Regions from separate parts of the Danio rerio genome. Here region 1 is linked to region 2. The links are chromatin contacts, called in public Hi-C maps. All regions are on one chromosome and are shown on one strand. The core of a region is the stretch at or near the end of the contact, and the rest is flanking DNA. Distances in the headings are between cores, read along the strand shown.

Evidence for each region. A called contact is a pair of places that touch in the nucleus more often than the background predicts.
Region 1: a Hi-C map of hematopoietic stem cells shows a contact between it and region 2, with 2.9 times the contacts expected there. The contact joins the promoter of cnot4b here to the promoter of mrps33 in region 2. A contact is called at or near these places in 1 of 18 Hi-C or Micro-C datasets (hematopoietic stem cells) and 1 of 4 datasets of contacts at active chromatin or transcription factors (embryo).

What each region holds. Positions count from the first base shown.
Region 1 is chr4:12,858,141-12,861,195 of GRCz12tu, reverse strand. cnot4b (CCR4-NOT transcription complex, subunit 4b) reads left to right here and starts at 1,725. Exons shown (of 13, transcript NM_201169.1): 1 at 1,725-1,920.
Region 2 is chr4:12,677,858-12,680,653 of GRCz12tu, reverse strand. It overlaps mrps33 (mitochondrial ribosomal protein S33), which reads left to right and starts at 1,295. Exons shown (of 3, transcript NM_001002306.2): 1 at 1,295-1,451.

The DNA.
Region 1 (3,055 bases), core at 476-2,975, 180 kb before region 2:
CTGGTTTTCGCTTTGTTAGAGCCCATACTGACAAACTCTCTGCTCAAGAAGGAGAGGAGGAAGGAGGAGGAAGATGTACCTGCAGTGGCTTAGGGCTATTCTGCAGAGTGTAGACCAGAGCAAGATTTTAAAGGATGTGGCTGCTGGAATTGCTGACTCGTGTCCTCAGGTGCCTCTTAAGGAATAAAGATCTGTTTATTATATTTGTTAAAAAAAATGTGATTCAGAAAAATACTTTACAATCCTTCATAGGTCATAGATTTGTTAGTTGTTGATGTTTTTTAAGTGTGAGATACAAATAATATTGTGGACATGAAAAGTCTTCATTCTGAAATAATTAGCCTACATCTCCATCTACTGGTAAACTTTGGAAGTGGGTCAAACATGAGAACTATAAAATGAGAAATATAAGTTTGTAATAATTTAATTGTGCAGTGAAATAAAATATGTAAATGAAATATGTACATATAAATATACAAATTTAAATAAAATACTGATAAATGTGAAATGGTGTCTGTCTCATGCATTTTACTCCTATAATATTATTAATAATAATAATAAAAACCATTATTTTTATTATTATTAACAGCCTTATTGACAATTATGAAAGTATTTTTAGACATATACAATTGTGTAGACACGACTTAATATAGGCCATAACATATATCAAGTGATTTTATTTCTACAGATATTACTTTGCATATTTTTTAAGCCTAATGTAGCCTTGTCTTTTTGAACAGTTGAATATTTTCATAGGTAAAACTTGACAAACAAATAAATCCTGAGGAAGCTAAAAAAAATGTATATTCATATGATACGTAGTTTGCCAATAAAGCTATAAATCATTAGTTCATGCAAAAAAAAATTACATTCCCCTAAAATATCATTGAATAGCTACAGTTCAAGTAAGAACAGTTTTAGTGCAGCATGTTGCACACTGCATTATCCGTTGATTATCTGGATTGTCCGTGTTCATACAACCATTGGTTTTTGGAGATCACAATTTCAAGATGTCAACTTGAACGAGACTTAAGATTTCCAGACGTTTTTCTATTATAAATTAAATTAGAGAGGTATCATTTAAAATTGTTAATAATAATCATCCTGTAAAACAGATAATTGCAAAATTTAGTAAAGATGCTGATTTAAAATGTGCTTTCTGTAATGATAAAGAAGAGAGTATTGTTCATTTATTTTATAATTGTATTTATACACAATAGTTTTGCTGTGATATTTTCTTTTTTGATTAAGCAGAGTACAAATATTGTGTTCGAATTCAAAGAAAAAGATGATTTTTTTTATGAGAATGCATTTGACTTTAAAATTTGGTATCTTGATTATTTGATCATTATATATGGACAATTTTTCATTCTTAAATGTAAATGGACAGTGAAAAAAACTAGTTTTACTCACTTTAAAATCAAAAGAGGTCATTGCTTATTTACGATAAAAGAAACAAAAAATACCAAAACAAAAAGAACTGCTATTATCTTAAAGCTTTAAAATGTGTCCTGGGGATAATTGTAATGTTTTTTTTTTTTCTTTAAATTGTATTCAGTTTAAAGTCAATATAATGTTGTTATTTCTCTTGTTTGTTATGTGTTCTAAAACTGCAACAACAACAAATACCCCAAACACTACATTACCCAGTAAACCCAATCCCACAATCAACTGCGCATGCGCTGAAAAGTCACTACTTGACGCGCCCCTCCCCTTTCTATTTCAATGTAAGATGGTGGTTAGGAGGCACTGTCGCTCTACAGAGAGGCTGTAACACACAAGACTTGGTGTTTTCGCATCAAATCACACAGGAGCAGGGACAAACCATCCCAGGAATTTATACTGTGACCTGCTGTGCTAGACCTGAGCCGCTCACATAGATTGTATTTGCTGTGAATCTGACTGTTCACATAGACAGGGGTGAGTATCCCACCAAGGCCTCTCTTGTCCACCGCCTCCACATTCAACTGCTTTTCTTTTTTTCAGATCACCTCTTTATTACACATCTCATCCCTCTTACTTGCCAAACACGTCCATTTCTTGTGGAAATGCCCATGTCGTGTGTGTTTAATCGGAGTAACGTTAGCCGTCATGTTAGCTGAGTAGCTGCTAGCCGCACCGTTTGACCGGCTTTTAATAAAATACACGAAAATTAACCATCGCTTTGCCAAACACTGACTTATTATTTGCTACACGTGTTTTGAGAAGGCATATACTTCATGTACACAAATGTCAGTTCACGTTTCAGCCGGTTGAATAACTTCCATATGTGTTAGCCTAGCTGGAAGCCACCAACAAGGAAACATTGCATTTCTGGACATGCTTATTATGTACTTTGACAATAAGGGAATTTCCTTTGTATTTTGGCAGTCAGTTAGCGTTATTGCGTTATCATTTTTATTATATGACGTCTGACATTTGCTCCGTTAACTGCAGTTATTTTTATTATTTGTGTCCACACCCTTTATTATTGTGTGATTGGGTTTGACAGGAGGTGCATGCTACAGGTTTTCTTTGACCACATGCATCTGTCATTCTTTCCATAAGGAATGTTATGAATCCAGCGTCTATTAGAAGATGATTTTGTGTGTGTGCTGGTTGCAACTTTAATTGAACTCTGCAGTTTCAGTGTTGAGTATGCACTAATAATGCAGTTCAGTCAGCAATGGGCCTTTTGAGCTCACCATCTGCTTATTGTCTTTAAGATGTAAGCATTTTGTAAACAATTTGAAGATTAAAGCTGCGTAGTGTTGATCCAGACTCTTTTTTTCTTGCCTCTGTGGAACACAAAATGCCTTTTTAGCTGCAATGACAGATTATATTGAAAGAAAGTCATGCAGGTTTGGATTATCACGTTGTGTCATAATTTAAAATCCCTTTCCTTAAACCTTTTTGTTGCATGGTGTGATTTAACAGTGTATATTGATTGTAATGCAAGGTTTGCCAGTTAAATTGATGCTTCATGAAGTAGGCTTTTGCTTGAGTTGCGCTGTGGGCCAGTTTTAGTTGGACCGAGATGTTCCAGAACATCACCAGGCATTGTTTGGGCCAGACA
Region 2 (2,796 bases), core at 46-2,545:
TGAACATGCCGTTGCAACTGTCCCCAATCACAAATTCCTTTAAAAGCTTGCCATATTAACAATGTACTATTGAATTTGATCAGTTTTAATGTAATTCAATTTAAAAAAAAAATAAAATGAAAAAATTCATTAATTCATTTCAAAGTTCAGAGATGTAGTTTAGGAAAGCTATAGTCTAGATTTTCAGTTTCTTTAAGCTTTTAGTCTGTATTTATATGGCCAATTTAACACAATACTGTCTATGGGAAAATGAAGGGAATGCAAAACTGAAGGGAGTTGCAGCTGTCCCCACTCTGCCCTATTTATTTTTATTAATGCTTAAAGAACACAAAACAGAACAATACAAAGCACAAAAAAGGAACATATTAAATTATTAATAAACATGTTTATTAATAAATCAAAGTGAATTATTTAAGATAAAATTTTTTTTAAGTTTTTATCTTAAATAAAATGGAAATTTTTTTATTAAAAAAATAATAAACAAAATAAACAAACCCATAGAAAATCGGGTCGAAATTATAATTATGATAACAAAAAAAGACTATATAATAATATATAACATATAATATACTATGATCATAATTGCATAATATAAATAAATTATATATATATATATATATATATATATATATATATATATATATATATATATATATATATAAAACAAATGAACAAAATTAATACAAATATATCCAAATACCTGATGCAAAATAAATATTAGATGAGATCAATATGAATGTATTTTTTTTTTCAAAAACGTAATTGAAATTTCATAAATAATACAATGTAAATAAGTAAATACAATTTATGACAAAAATAATAATGTAAAATTGATTAAAATAAATAAACAAACAAAAGCATAAATAAATAAAGTCCTGCAATTATTATTGGGAAATACAGATTAAAACTATTTTCTACAGAACATATGTTTAATATATGAATAATATGTATTTTTATGTACTCATAATAATATTGTCTCAGTTTTACATTTTATGATGGGGGACTTTTATCTTGATGATTACACACAGGCGTACAACTTCCTGTGTTGTCGTCAATGGTCAGGTCCTTTATGCAGTGTTCTTTACAAATAACATTAGTTAAATAAATCCGCAACTTGCCACCTATACCGCTATTAATTAAAATAAAATGAAATTCTATTTGACATTTAGTATTTAAACTGGGGAAATTGTAAATGTGTTAAACGAATGTTGCCTGACATAGTAAATGTCACTTATCATTATCATTTCAAGGTCCTGACAGACTACAGGAAATGGCAAGCGCTGAATTCCTCCGCGCATGCGTATCATTCACGTTCTCCAGTGTGTGTTTGCTCCAATGAAGGTTGATCTGTCAAATAACCATAACTAAGTGTTTTCAGCAGTTACTGATGTCGCTATAATAACAGCTATATATATATTTGGCTTGGCCTGCTTTGGGGATTCCAGAAAAGGGTAAGCAGACGATATTCTGATCAGTAATATACCATGTATCTGCAGAGTGCTTAATTAAATGCAGGATACTGTATGTGTTTTTAAAGATTTGGAAGATTTTTTTGTCCTGTTTTCTAGTCACTGAGAACCAGTCTCTTTATTTTATTCAGCCATTATGTGGGTCTTGAATAGTTTTAATTCGCTCTTCCACAACGTATAACAAACATTATGGACATTGTTGCATGCACTGACAGATGGATGGATGGATGGATGGATGGATGGATGGATGGATGGATGGATGGATGCATGCATGCATTCATTCAATCATTCAAATATTTTTGTCTTCCAGTACAAATGTTTAAACAAATCAAGATATATGCAAAATAAAGAAATGCTTTTGTATTAAATAGATTTGTCTTTCCTAAGCCTATTGGCAGATTTCTGATCTTGTTTTAATCATAACTTTATTGCTTTTTTTTTTTAACTTTATTTATATAAGTTTTTATGCAAACAACACCCAATAGTGTGCATCTTGTATATATGTTAACAAAATTATCTTATTATTATCTATTAGACCAACTAGAACATGCATCAAAACACTAGCAAACAATGCAGCAATTATACAGCGCTACCAAATACATCTCAGGCAGACTAATGGAATAAGTAACAAAATAGAACGACGTGTAAAAAGAAGGGAGGAAAAAAAATATTACAGAAACAAATATTAGCATACATCTAAAGAAGGGCCTGCATGTTTTATCATACATCTTCTGTTTGCCAAATCTAGAGAAATGTAACCTTTTTGAGAGATTAATTGCTTAATTTTAAACAATTTCTCAGACAACAACACTTCTTATATTACAGTGCTTACTAGGTAAATGTGTATTTATTTAAGAATCTTTAGACTGATAAACAAACAAATAAAATACTAAGAACAATGTGCAATGTGAACTGTACAGATACAGTAAAACTTTAAATATTAAGAAGCTTAGAAATAAATATTTTTATTTTTAAAATGTTAAACTCTTCGTTCTACCTTACACATTTATATCTGTTTACCTACTTGCATTTAGAGAACATATTGACCTAATGTTTTCTCAAAATGATAAATATATTTTGAAATTACTTTTATATATTAAAATATTTATATATTATATTTTATTGTAAAAATACACAGACATGTATTATTTTATCCTTATTTATTTATCTTGCATATTTCAAAATATATATTTATATTCATCTTAAATACAACTTTAAATTCTAAACAAAATGTTGTTTATCTTGTCTTATATACTAAAATACAATATTTACAATCCTAAAACCTGACCTGTAAACGGTCAGTAAAAAACACTTATTACGTTTAAAA